3 separate regions of the Rattus norvegicus genome follow, and all the other regions are linked to region 3. A link is a contact called in public Hi-C data. All regions are on one chromosome and are shown on one strand. The core of a region is the stretch at or near the end of the contact, and the rest is flanking DNA. Distances in the headings are between cores, read along the strand shown. Region 1 holds the start of Mtif2 (mitochondrial translational initiation factor 2). Region 2 holds the start of Clhc1 (clathrin heavy chain linker domain containing 1). Region 3 holds the start of Cfap36 (cilia and flagella associated protein 36).

What was found. Hi-C and Micro-C count contacts between places; a contact is called where the count stands out from the background.
Region 1: a Hi-C map of liver shows a contact between it and region 3, with 4 times the contacts expected there. The contact joins the promoter of Mtif2 here to the promoter of Cfap36 in region 3. A contact is called at or near these places in 3 of 12 Hi-C or Micro-C datasets (frontal cortex, liver and prefrontal cortex) and 1 of 1 datasets of contacts at active chromatin or transcription factors (oligodendrocytes).
Region 2: a Hi-C map of liver shows a contact between it and region 3, with 2.9 times the contacts expected there. The contact joins the promoter of Clhc1 here to the promoter of Cfap36 in region 3. A contact is called at or near these places in 1 of 12 Hi-C or Micro-C datasets (liver) and 1 of 1 datasets of contacts at active chromatin or transcription factors (oligodendrocytes).

The regions. Positions count from the first base shown.
Region 1 is chr14:107,464,171-107,468,781 of GRCr8, forward strand. Mtif2 (mitochondrial translational initiation factor 2) reads left to right here and starts at 2,763. Exons shown (of 14, transcript NM_001004254.1): 1 at 2,763-2,776.
Region 2 is chr14:107,487,560-107,492,471 of GRCr8, forward strand. Clhc1 (clathrin heavy chain linker domain containing 1) reads left to right here and starts at 1,505. Exons shown (of 12, transcript NM_001013877.1): 1 at 1,505-1,622. It overlaps Rps27a (ribosomal protein S27a), which reads right to left and starts at 1,326. Exons shown (of 5, transcript NM_001305443.1): 1 at 1,163-1,326; 2 at 700-754; 3 at 299-384; 4 at 1-29. The coding sequence starts at 1,210.
Region 3 is chr14:107,190,303-107,194,942 of GRCr8, forward strand. It overlaps Cfap36 (cilia and flagella associated protein 36), which reads right to left and starts at 2,104. Exons shown (of 10, transcript NM_001024866.2): 1 at 1,875-2,104; 2 at 71-135. The coding sequence starts at 1,989.

The DNA.
Region 1 (4,611 bases), core at 1,513-4,012, 270 kb after region 3:
AAGAGCAGTGGTACTCATAACCAGTAAACCATCTCTTCACCTCCCTTTTACAATCTTTTTTTTTTTTTTTGGTTCTTTTTTTCGGAGCTGGGGACTGAACCCAGGGCCTTGCACTTCCTAGGCAAGCGCTCTACCACTGAACTAAATCCCCAACCCCTCCCTTTTACAATCTTAAGTATTAACATTAATTCTCAGATCATATATTATACATTGCCCAGTAAATACATCTGTATATGCATATACATAGGTTTCTGAGTCCACACAGGACAATCAAAGAAAGAGTCACTCAAGGATGAATTAAGGCCTTGCTGGGAGATCCCTTATCTGTGCTGTTGACTGAATCTTGAACCACTGTGCAAAAATGTTTGATTGTTGAACAAAGTTGGTTTGGTTGCAAATTTTCATACCAAAGGCCCTGTGTTGCAGGATATCTGATCACATTGTGAACCCCAAGATTGTATATTGAAAAAACCTGTTTCTGGTTGTGGTGTGGCTCAGTCATAACACACTCCTTTAATCCAAGAGCTTTCCTTTTATTGTAAACAAGATTAAAGTCAACCTTAGGTCAAGATGTGGCACAAGCAAATGCCTCTTGCTGGGAATAAACATAGGGGAAAAAAACATAAGATAGTCAGAGGAAATCAGGAGGATGGATAGAGAGACCTACAAGAAGTAGAGGGGACCTTCAGCTTGAAGGGTTTTTAAGACACTGTGGAGAACTGGCTTTTTCCTTCTGAGATGTCAGTTGCGGAGGAAGGCCATCCAAGTTCTTTCTCTGCTTTTCTGAGGTAATAGGCTTTCACCCTAGCATCTGGATCCTGAGACTTCATTTGATAAAATCGAATAATTAGGACTTTGTTTTAACACCCCTTATCTAATCTATATATTTCCTGAAGGAAAACATCCCGCCTCCAGCAAATGTAGTCCTTATTGTACACTGTCCCAGTACCCAATGTGCGACACTCGAGGCCTGCCAGGACCAGTTTGTAACCAAAGCCGTGCAAAGGCTCTAAAGCGCCTTCAGAAAAGCAACTCCATAAATAAAGAAAACTGTTGTTGTTATGGCCAACCACCCCCAGCACAGCTGTAGCAATTCTGTTCCATGCTTACCAGCTATTTCATAGTGTTGCTGTAATATGCCTGCCAGTCATTGACACAGAAAAATAACTTGACTCACAATAAGAACATGCTGACCGCATCCACTGTTATGTTCTGACGTTTGTTAATCTTAAGGAATTCCACAAAGCTTCATGTAGGACCCATCAAGTTCAAGATCGATATGTCTAAAATATCTTGAGCCTGAGTTGCCCAATGGTCAGCATTTCCTGCACCTGCATATGAATTCATTGTGATTTTTTTCTTTATAAACTAATAGAAAAAGATATCCATCATCGGGCTCAGTGGTTAAGAGCCCTGACTGCTCATCCACGTCCTGAGTTCAATTCCCAGCAACCACATGGTGGCTCACAAACCATCTATAATGGGATCTGATGCCCTCTTCTGGTGTGTCTGAAGACAGCAACAATATACTCATAAATAAATCTTTTTTTTTTTTAAATAAGATATCAATTGTCATAGTTCAGATAATTCTGAGCTATGTCCCTGGTCTGACCAGTATTAGGGTGTGCATTCAATAAACCATTCTGGCTTAACTGAGATCAGTGTTCCTATGGTTTGTGTTGCAATTTCTAAACCCCAACAGTTTTCTACAATGATTTCTTCAAGGTCCCAGTAATTCTAGGAAACAACTATTCATTCTGATCTTTGCCCAGAGACTCAGTGATTCTATTAGAACTCCACTACAGGTTACAGAACGGCCACAAACGTTTAGAGTCAAGTTAAGAACTTTCAAAGAGGCCTGAGAAACAAACTGAAAACTAATGGACGGAAAGAGTATCTGTGGGGAAAAGACAATGCACCCAGTCTGGAGGTCATTAATACTGATTGTGAATCTTTGTGGTAGAAAGGGGAAAGGATAGTGAGATGGCTAACTGGGTAAAGGAGTTTACTGCCTTGCCTGAGTTCCTGAGTTCAATTTATATGTGTGTGTGATGTGTGTGTGTGTGTGTACATACAAATAAAACAAATTTTTAAAAAGAGGAAAGGAGTGGGTTGAGGGGCCTGAGTTAGGGTAGACACTGGGAGATCATGGGAAAGTGTGCTTTGGGGGTAAAAAAACGGTTCTATACCATTCCATTAATCTGTAGTAGAGCTAGATGTAAACGAGTTACCCTAAAGAGGTGGTGATGGCTGTGGTCATAGAGGATGGACCAAAAAACTCCAACCAAAGAAAAATAACGAAAATCATAACGAAAAACGTTTACATGAACCAGGTGTTCTTAACAAGTTATTGAAACCTTTCCACGATCTTGTGATCGGTACGGTGATTGCATACGGCAGATAAAATCGAGGCCAGGCCGGGCTGGGCTTGCAGATGGAGCACCCTGGCTCTACTACCTATCCAGCCCATCCCATTGAAGCTCTCTAGAGCCACCTTGCGCCGCCTCCTTCCAGCTAGATGCACGCGTCCTTCCTGGAGAAGGGAAGGAACTGCAGAGCTCCCCCTCCCCGCTGCAGGCCACCGGCTGAAGACTGCAGGTTACAGGAGTAGGGGCAGCCGGCCTCCGCCGGCCTCTATCAGCCACAGACAACCCGGAATTCAGTGGGAAAGCTGCTTCCGGCGGTACCGGAAGCACCACGGGGACCTTGCGGAAGGAACGGACTGAGTGACCCACAGTTCTCCTGGGTCCGGAAGGCGACCTCGCCTGGGAACTGAGTGAGTGGGGTTTCTACGCTAAGATGGTCGCGAGTGCCAGTGTCACTTGCCGCGGCTTCAGTGCCCACGAGCACCCGGGTGCGCTTCCCAGAGGCCCGTGTGGCGGCGGCGGCGGTGTTTTTCACTTCTTTTTTCCTTTCTAAAACCTCTTATTGGTCCATTCAGACATTTCCGTTAATGCAGCTACGCATTTGCAGCGTACGCACCCTCTCCCCGCTTTGCGAATGTCACCCTGAGTTCCCGTTCCTGGTTGCCGCTAACCTCATGGCAGTCGGGAATGACCGCTATGGATCCCACGTCCTCTGTAAAGTGACAGGCGTTGGGATATTTAAGAACCAAGGTTTCTTTCCAGGTTTGAGATTTGTCTGAATTCTCGATTACATATATCTATGTTGGGTTGTCCCAGAGTCTTTCCTGTTCCATTAATCTGTGCCCTTGTAAATCTGGTTTCACAAGTCATTTAAAAATGATTTAAGTAGGGGGTTGGGGATTTAGCTCAGTGGTAGAGTGCTTGCTTAGCAAGCGCAAGGCCCTGGGTTCGGTCCCCAGCTCCGAAAAAAAAAAATGATTTAAGTAAGCTGGGCATAGTAGTGCACTTCTTTAATCCCAGCACTCGGGAGGTAGAGGCAGGTAGATATCCAAGTTCGAGTCCCGCCTGCTGGTCTACATGAGTTCCAGGACAGCCAGGGATACACTGTCTCAAAAAAAAAAAAAAAAAAAAAAAAAGGAAAAAAATGATTTAAGGGAACCCTGTGTTTTCTGAGCACTTCCTTTTACTTTTTAAGTTACAGCAAACGCCTAACATGATTTTTGAAGTGTGATGATTATGTAAATGTTTGATTATTAAAAATGAAATTCTAAATATTTTTTAAAAATAAAAAAATTTGTGTGTGTGTGTGTGAGAGAGAGAGAGAGAGAGAGAGAGAGAGAGAGAGAGAGAGAGCGCTGCTTGCCTGCCCATAGAAGCAAGAAAAGAGTATAGAGTGTAGGATCCCCTGGAGCTAGAGTAACAAGCAGTTGTAAGCCACCCATATTGGGTGTCCAGAACTGGACTCAGTTGTCTCAAGAGCACCCAGTGCCGTATACCAAAGCCATGTCTTTGGCCTCTTTTTTTCTCCAGCACTGGGCACTGGGGATTGAATTAAGCTTCCTTGCATGTTAAGCAATGTATTCTGTCTTTCTTCTCTTCCCTTCCCCTTCATACCATTTCCCTCTTCCCCCTACCTCCTCCTCTTCTTTCTTCTCTTTTCTTTTGCATTTTGTTTTGAGAGATGATTTACCTAATATATCTAGCCTGACCTTGAGCTCCGTATGTAACCAAGACTGAAAACTGCTTTGAACTTGTCATCCTTCAGCCTTTGCCTGGAGTCGCCTGTGCCAGCAGGCCTGGCTTAAATTTGTAAGTCTTAGTTCATTTATTTGGAATGAAATCAGAATTTCTTTTGAACCTTCCTTTCATGAATGAGTTTCAAGGTAAAATACTAACTATATTAACACACACAGAGCCTCAGAATTATCTATAATTGAGGGAGATAGTGGCTTGTGAATGTTTTTTTTTTTTCTTTTCCTTTTTTCGGAGCTGGGGACCGACCGAACCCAGGGCCCGAACCCAGGGCCTTGCGCTTGCTAGGCAAGCGCTCTACCACTGAGCTAAATCCCCAACCCCATGAATGTTTTTAACAACATTCATGCTAGTGAATGTTCAAAGTATGTAAGTCATCAATGAGGAAACAATACATTTATCGTCTCACTTTTTTTCTTTGTAACCTTGTTATAGAAAGGCTATAGAGAAGTCTTTCTTTTTTACAGAGTGAGGCCCATTGGACAAGAGTGAC
Region 2 (4,912 bases), core at 255-2,754, 300 kb after region 3:
AGTCTCAGCACGAGATGGAGAGTGGACTCCTGTTAGTGGAAGAGAAACAGCAGCACTATAACATCAAAAATTCTCTCCACGGCCTGTCAAGGCTGGCTGTGGTTCTGCCTGTCTGCTACCCCAGCACTAGGGGGATGAGGGAGGCTCAGGAATCCAGTTCAAGGTAGATTGTGAGACTGCTTTCCACAAACCAAAAAGATCAACTAACCATATATTTTAAAGTCAGGGAACAACTAGAGTACGCATCAAGTACTGGTGGGTTCACTACCTTACCTATCGTATTTTCCCTCAAACAAACCTTTTGAATGTTGTAGTCAGACAAAGTACGGCCATCTTCCAACTGCTTACCAGCAAAGATCAACCTCTGCTGATCAGGAGGAATTCCTAATTAGAGAAAAAAATATTGGGCTTAGTAAAACAAGGTACATGCCCCATATCTAAACTCATGTATCCAATAATAGCTAACAGCGGTCACTGCTTTAAAGTCTTTGTGCAACAGTAAACAGGGAAAGATTAACTTGTTAAAAGTCACACACATTTAAAAAGTTGTCTTGCAGAGTTTTCAATCAAATAGCCTGACACCACTCTCAATATTTTACTCTTCAAAACATGTAAATTTGTTAATCTGTTTTCTACCCTAAGCAGACATGCCCATGTCATACATGCCAGACATTTTTCTAGTGACAAAACTTTACTTGCCTTCCTTATCCTGGATCTTGGCCTTTACATTTTCTATAGTGTCCGAGGGTTCAACCTGCAAGTTATGATATATGTAGTTAATATTCAGTTACATAGTAAGAAACTAGAACAATAATCTCATTAAATGCTAACTTTACACACAACGAGCGTGGAAGAGGTGAGCTCCAGTTAATCAATGAAGATGACCCAGCGGGCACCCTACCAAGAGCGCTACAATCCAAATTAGTTCCCAGACCCGAGTTAGCGACGGCCGGGGAAGCACGCGATAGCGTCTGCCCGGAGCGAAGCGTCTCCCTCCATATACCCTGCATTTCGCCACTCCGGACAGAGCAGGCGCGACCGTTCCGCACCTAACCTTGTTAAGCACCCTATCCTAAGCTTCAGAACTCAGGCTCAGAAACGCGTTCTCTATTACACAGGGCCTCAGTCAGGCCTTGGCTTCCTCAATGCCACCTGGCCGTACCTCGAGCGTGATGGTCTTCCCTGTAAGGGTCTTCACAAAAATCTGCATCGTGGCGGCTGCTCCACCTGCATTCGAAAAGAGACGGATTAGACCCGACCACACCAGTGAGAGCGACCGGTAGAGCCACTAGCCAGAGCCGGGCCACAGAGCACACACTCACCAACGATGGCGGATCGGAAAGGAAGAGCCAAGCGTGGCTGACCGAGTCTCCGGGTCGAAGGAACCGCCCTTTAGGCGGCCACGCTCGTGCCTGCGCGCTGCAGCCGAATCGCGGCTGTCTAACGCAGTGCCTGATTAGCTCGGGCGCTCGATTTCTCTACGCTCTTTTCTCATTTTGGCTCAGAATGGCCTCGAAATGGTGTGCTCAACTAAAAATGCCTCAAAAGGCTTTCTTATGCAGCCGATGCGATCAAGAGGGACTTTACTTTTAAGGGGGCTCGTGGAGCTTGAGAAAAGAGAGGTAAAACAAGTCTACCTGGGAATTGTAGTTTTACACTGCTTTCTTCTTGATAGAACTACTTGTCCCAAGATGCATTTCCACAGTTCCGGGATATGTGATTACAGTGTCTAAACTGTGGAATCTGGGTTAGGAGAGATTCAGGTGAGGGTTTGGGAATGAAACAAAACGATTTGCGCGTAGGTGGGGCCTCTCCGGAAAAGCCCAGGAGGGAAGGCTTAGGGGCTAAAATGGCATTTGGGGCTGAAAGTGTCTGTCGCCCCTTAGTAAGGAGCTGGTCTGGGTATCCTCCGCCAACTCAAAGGCAGCTGAAGTACAAAGTCTTTCGAAGTGCAGGGGGCTCGGCCTCTTCTGGTGTGGACTGTTCCTGCCCCTCCGCTACTCCGGTCCGAAGAAGCTTTTGAGCCTCACGCGCCTCCCTAGTATGAAACGGTTAAATGTATTGGAATTTTCGTCTTTGCACATTTTTTTGATTTATTTATTTATTTTGTATATGAGTACACTGTAGCTGTCTTCAGACACCCCCAGAAGAGGGCATCAGACCCCATTGTGGATGGTTGTCAGCCACCATGTGATTGCTGGGATTTGAACTCAGGACCTCTGGAAGAGTAGTCGATGCTCTTAACGACTGAGCCATCTCTGCAGCCCGTCTTTGCACATTTTAAAAGCCATAAAATAAGGAAACCTGTAGAATGATTGTTTAGCCTTCGACTACAAGTTTGGAAGTGGGAAAATAGGAGCATGTGCTTTCTTAGAAACTTGAAGCAGTTAGAAGCCGGTTGTGTTCTCTCCACCTCACAAACCCAGTGTCCTTTCTAATGCACCCTCTCAACGTCTTTTCTTCCTACTCGAAAGCATAGGCGTGCCCCATTTTCTTATAAAGAGGATCTGTATCTTCCTAATAACCTGTCTACTCTTTCCTCATTTTAATCTACTAGCTCTTCTGCCTCCGGAGTACACATTTTGAAAAGTAAAAAATATGGGGCTGGGAGATGATTCAGTAGGTAAATGTTCGATATGCAAACCCCTGTGTTGGAACTCCAACACCCACTTTTAAAGGCTGTTGTGCCCTGTGGAATCTGTGACACTGTAGACCAGCAGAGACAGGAGACTCCCTGGAGTTCATTGGCCAGCAGTTTCAAGAGATGGGTGGGGGAGGGGGCGTCGACATTACACCCACACCCACACGACTCACATATTTCTTAGGATAGGGCTTTTGGATGGCTCCATCAGTAAAGAGAGTTAACACCTGGAGTTCCATTCTTGAGATACCTTGGTGGAGAAAACGAGCTCTAGCAAGTTGCCAAGTTGCCCTCGGACTTTCACAGTGCCCCCTACCCCTGAACTAACTAAATGCAATAAAAATTTAAAAGGTAGACTGATTCGAAAAGACATACCCCCACACAGCCCACCCCCACCCTCGCACTCAACATAACATGATCCTCCTGCTTCTACCCATGTACCCACTCGAACGTGGACATAAACAGAAAAGTAAAAAGTGGTGGTGTTATTCTACATCATTCAAATATTTCACTTTGGGTTAAAGGTTATCTGAGCATGTGTGGGGCCCTAGAATTGATATCCAACACTGCAAAGAGTAAAATATGTTGCTTTCAAGTATAACAAGGACATAACATAAAAAGATAGTTTTGTTAGAAAGAAAAAAAAGTTGTTGGTCCCTAAAAGGACATTAATAGGCCAACAAAGGAACTTAGGTTTCCGCCACTACTACTCAGATCCATGCTCCAGTGATTGTGCCTTTCCCCTGTCTTTGGACTTGGTTACTCTTTGCAGTTGCATTATCTGTACTGTATCTTACCAGATTGTAAGCTCCAAGGCGCTAGGACCTTGTTTTACTTATTGCTGAATCCCTAGCAGTAAAACACAAAATCGATATCCAATATGATTGAACTAATGAGTAAACAAATTGATTTTATATTTGAGAATACTTAGGCCAGTGATATGGGTCCAAGAGCTAATGCACTTGCTGATCAAGTCACTGGGACCTCCATGAAGGAAATTCCATAAATTGTCCTCTGACCTCTGTGTGTGTTCCAGACAAGCATATACTCACACACAGACACTAAGTGATTTTTTTTTTATTAAAAAACACTTTAAGCATACATTGCTTATGGCTTGGCTGGGAGCACCTTATGTCCTCCTGTAAATTGACTTTTATCCAACTCATCAAAATTATTGTAGTATCTCCCTTATTTTTTATTTTTATTTTATTTATTTCAGATAGGGCCTAACTATGTACCCTTGGCTGGCTAGAATCTCACTATATACAGCAACTTGGCTTTGAACCCACAGAGGATCAGCTGTTTGTGCCTCTCAGGTGCTAGAATTAAAGGCATGGACCACCATGGAGCCTGGTGCCTTGATTCATGTTTGTGGTACTTAAGCATGATACATTAGTTTAGATAACTGCTTATTACTATATTGCCAACATATCATAAAGTTAATTTAAACACTTATTCAAAGCATCATTAATAGTAGTAAAAGTTCAGTAGCTAATGGTTAAATAACTGATGGAATCTCATACCATGAAATACTGTGCAGTAAATACTAATGTTAGAGCTCTTTAGAAAAAAATTAAACATTTTATTGTTTTTGACACAAAAATCTAACTATGTAGACTAGCTGGCCTGGATTTTACTAGGTAGACCAAATTAACCTTGAACTCACAAAGATCCAACTTTCTGCCTCCCAAATGCTAAGATTAAAGGTGTGTCCCACCACAGCAGTAGTTTGTAGTGGTTTGCTTTTCTTCTTTGATAACTTCATATATTTAGTGAGTTTTAGTTTTTTCACTATCACTCTGTTTTATCCCAACTCCTCCCACTGAAACCCTTCTTCCCAACAAGGCCCTTTCTGCCTGTGTATGTGTGTGTGTCTGTGGACATGTGTGTACATATGTGAATGAATGTGGATATGGGTGTGTGTCTGTATGCATGTGTGTACATAGGTGAATGAATGTGAATGTGTGTCTGTGTGCATGTTTGTGTGTGTCTCTGTGTGTGCATGTATGGGTGTGTCTGTGCGCATGTGCTTTGCCTGCATTCATGTCTGCTGCATCACTTGCATGCCTCCCCGTGCAAGTGGAAGCCAGAAGAAAGCATCCAATTTTCTGGAACTAAAGTTACAGATGGTCGTAAGTCACCATGTAGGTGCTTGAAATCAAATCCAGGTTCAATAAAAAAGTAACCAGTGCTCTTAACTGGTAAGTCATCTCTCCAGCCCCGGAAGTCATGCTTTGTTGTTGTTGGGGTTTTATTTATTTATTGAAAAAT
Region 3 (4,640 bases), core at 854-3,353:
TGCACAGTGAGTTCCAGGCCAGCCATGACAGCCGGCCCTCTCAAACAACAAAAGTCAGGGGAATACTCACCAGCTCTTTGTACTCTTGATGGATTTCTGTATAGGTCAACTTGCTTTCTTCTTCATCATCAAAAACTACATTTATCAGAAAATGATAGAATGGTGTAAAAGAACAAATCATTTAAATACAGATATAAAATATAAATATAAAAATATTACAAATGGCCTGCTCTCCCCTTCCACCATGCGGGCAGTGGGTTGACTCAAGTCATCATGTTTGCCAACAAACACTCTTGCCCCAGTGCCTTTATTTTTAAAAGTTATGTACTTGATAATGTACTGTTTACATGTGTGCCTTCTATGGTAGGCTGTAGAGTTTCCAAGGATAGCATTTCTATCCCTAGGGTCGGGTCTAAGGTAACTCAGTGAATACTGAAATGTTGCTATCACAGAGCTGTCTAACCTGACCTTTGAATATCCTGAGGCAGCCCCACATCAGTGAAGGATGAAGTCTTTACTTTGCATTTGTCCTCTGTGACACTCCACATGCATTCAATACAAATGCTCACTAAACTCTTTTCAGTTCTAAAACCACAACATTGTGGTGCATTTTCTAAGCCCTAGCTTTGCTTCTCTGTGAAAATGCACAGAGTTGTTATTACCAGGATGTAGCCACTCTTGACACTGTGGATAGAAGCCAAACCATTTCTATGCCCCACACGATTTCCCCACAGGATTTAGTCTCAATGATAGATGAAAATCAGTGGGTGACACAATCCCTCCTTCAGGAGGTCAGGCTTTTCCCATGTTTCATCAACCTTTTAACAGCACTCTAAATTCTACAGAGGAACACATGTTAATTGCTTTGCTTTCCAAATCTTCTTAAAAGTTGCCTGCCAAAACACTTAACTGTTTGAATTTTAATAGTTAGAATAAAATAAAAGATTCACTGATCAAAAAAAGTTCTTTCTTTACTAGATCCATAGAATCTTGGGTTCAAGAGAAGCCTTGCAAGACAATTCAGGATAAGAGTCCTTTGTTAGCTGAATCTCAGACAAACTGCATTGCAGTACAATCTCTGTCAGATATATTCAGATACTTCGAAAGGCTGGAAACCCATCACCTTTCAAGCAGGCCAACTCATCCTGCAAAACTGTATACAAGATTTCCTTCCCTTTGAAGCTTGCATTCACTCACCCAACTCTATCGCACTGATCTTTACAAACAAGTCTAGTCCCTCTAACTTGAGAGACAAGTTCCGATGATGGATATTGCTAACCTCCAAGTATTGCCTAGGCAAATAACCACGAGAAAGGTTGGATAGGACATTGTCTGTGATTGAGATGAACTCAGATACGAACAGTATATGAACCGATCACAAAGCATTGATGCCGATCCTGCAAAAGAATTCCACATTTGTATATCTCGTTTGTTTAGAAAAGTCTTCCTCCCAATCGCCTGCTTTGGTCCTGCCGGGGTAATCAAATGTCCTTCTTTGCAGATAAAACGGCCAGAGTGAATTTGTTTTCATTTCATAGACTGAGTCCACAGGGAGACATCTCATGGCTCAGAAGCAACTCGAAGCAAAACAACGCTTCTCCCAAATAACTGGGGAAGATGCTGGTTACCCAAACGGTCCTCTTGAGAGGGATAGAAAGATGCAGGGTGAAGTGACAAGCTGAACAAGGGATTAAACTCTACTGTGTTCAGGACCAGCGCTCAGGGCAAGGTGAGTGAGAGGTCTTGGTGCGCACTTTCGTGTCTGCAAACGAACGCCCTACTAGGGAAGGGGTGTATGCAATTCCTTCTACAAAACTGTCCTAGGCCCCGCAGGCAGACAGTAATATTCGGCTTGTTCGGGATCTAGTTCTTACCTTCGCATTTCTGCTCCACAAAGTCTAAGATAGGTATAGACCAATCCGGGCCCCTCAGGAACCCAGCGATGCTCTCCACCACCCATTCCACTTCGTCCTCTTCTTCCGCAGCCATCCCGCTCGCACCGGGCGACGCGGACGCCTAGGCCGGATTCCCCCGGCCCAGTCTGGCCTTTCGGCCGCAGGAAGCGACGGGGAATGCGGGCAACACGGTCCCCGCAATCGCCTGGCCCCGGGGTTAGACACTACAAACCAGTTAACGTAAAATGGTCGCTATGACAACATACCTAGCGGTCCGGAAGTGAGGCCCGAGTCCTGAGCTCCTAGAGAGGGGCGGGGGCATAGGAACGTTTCCTATTGGCTGGAAGAGAAGGGGGTGCAAACGATAGCCCTCCGCTCATTGGTCTGGAGTTGCTAGGCTGAAAGCAGAAGTGCAGGTATTGGCTACCGCGCCTGGAGACCGCGTTCGCGCTCCCGTGTGCGCGCGCGGCCTGTCTTAAAATGGCGTGCCGAGGGCGTGGCTACCATGAGGCCCTCTCCCACCTCACCCCTAAGGGTTTTCAGAGCCCCTGGCCCTGTAGCTGAAGTATAGTTTGAAAACAAAACTAAGCAAACTAAGCTCTGTGAGGTTTACTAATTGGTTCTGCATTCGCTTGCTTGCTGTCTAAGGATGGGTCTTTAACCCTAAGCACAGTTAACAATAGCTAAAATTAGGACAATTACAAATTCAGTTAATCTTCATTTAAATAGGCTTTCATAGACAGTTTTTTAAAAGTATCCAGGTTGCTCTCTTCCTACTTAAGGGCCAGAGGACTCCCAAGAATCACACAAAAATCTTATAACTAGATATGGCGGCTTACTCCTTTTAATTCTAATACTCTTGATTGGCAGGGGCAGACAGACCCGTGAGTCCCAGGCCCACCAAGACTATATAATGAGAACTTATTTTAAATAAACCTTGACATCAAACTCACAGTCAAAACCAAGGACGGTGAACCTTAGAAAGCGCCCTCACCCACTTTAAGGTCTAGAGGAACAGTTTCCAGTCTAGCAGTGAGAAGTCTCTGCCCTCAGAATACCACGCTGAGAGTGGTGAGGAGCTGAAGGAGCAGAGAATACAACTTCAGTTTCATGAAAGTGGAAGTGAAGGAGGACTCAGAACCAGAGGTGGCTGTGTGGTGGGAGGACAGCGGATTACCAGGTCAGGCTGGGGGCAGGAGCTGCAGCAACTGTTGATAGAAAACCCAGGAGGAACCAAGTGGGTATTAGAGGCAGAAGACCCCGAGGATCCCAACGTTTCAGTGGTTTGCCACCTTCCTCATGCTGCAGCCCTTTAATACACTTTCTCATCTTGTGGTGACCCCCAACCATAAAATTATTGCATTGCTACACCATAACTGTAACTTTGCCACTGTTATAAAACTAATGTGCAGGATTTCTGATATGAGACCCACTGGTTGAGAAGTACTGCGAAATATACTAAAATGTTGATAGAGGGAGGACCCAACTCTCAAGTTAGCAATTAGTATGTTAACCAGCTCATTCTATCTTCTGTCCAAGAATTTCGTTATGGACCAAAAGGTCATTTCTGTGGGGATTTTTCTTATTGCCCTGGTTCCGCAGTAAAATGTCCCACAGGAGCTGTCCAAAATGATAGCTTCTGTCAAAAAAACGGTGGCACCACATCTCATCAGCCTACAGATAGAAGCTGGAGGAGCTGTCCACAGTGGTGCACTGCTTTCCCACCTCAGCTGGAGCTGCTCCTCAGGAGCTGTCCACAATGATGACACCTTTTGTGCCTCGGCCTACAGCTTTTAAGAAACACCACTGCAGGAACTGTCCCACAAGAACTGTCCACAGTGGCAGTACCTACTCTCTAGCCTCTCTCCACACAAAAACACCCCAGCAGCCCCACAGAGACAGTGCCTCAGCAAAAGCCAGCTAAATCCAGAAAGAACTTCTCACCCTAACCTCATGGGCCTGATGCAAGAAAAATGGGGTGGGGAAAAAAGCCACCAATCACTGAGCAGGAAAACCCACCAATTCCTGAGCCACCTCAAGCTTAGGACTTGAAATCCCACCAATCCTAACACTGGAAATCTCTGCCCTGAGAAGTTCTGCCCTTCAGAAATCCTATACAAGCCCTGACCCTTTGTCCAGGGCTCCTGGAAGCAGAGGGCGGGCATCCCTGGATTTGTCCCTCTACACTATGAACCCTCCAATAAATCTCTTTCATAATATTTCCTGTCTGGTATGACTCACCAGTATGAAGAAGCCAAGAAGAAAGGAACAAATTAAGAGAAGATTTGAAGAAAAGGAGCAGGACTGAGGCTCCTGAACTCCTCAGCTGGGATACCCTCCCTTGGGAGCTACAATGTCTCTGATGAGGCTTCCTCTCAGAGGTTTAAGGTTCCTGGGCCCCCGTGTATCAGGATGCCCTTTCACTGGGACACTGTCCCACCTCAGAGCTGTATGTTTCCTGGGCTTCCGAGTCCAAGAATATCCTTCCATCCAAGTAGAAACACTTACAATAATGCATCACAATTTCACTGCATCATGGAGATGTGGGGGATAGAGAGAGATTTATCTGAACCAGGCATAAGTTGGAAACAAGGTCACCACCTAGCCCCAGTATTCATGGAGGGTTGGGGGGGGGACTATCTTCAGATACTAATCAGGAGTGAGCACTGAGAGCCCCACGTGATGGGGGAACCATGCAACAGAACCAAGGCAAGGGTTCCAGAAGTCACTTACTGTGGTCTTATG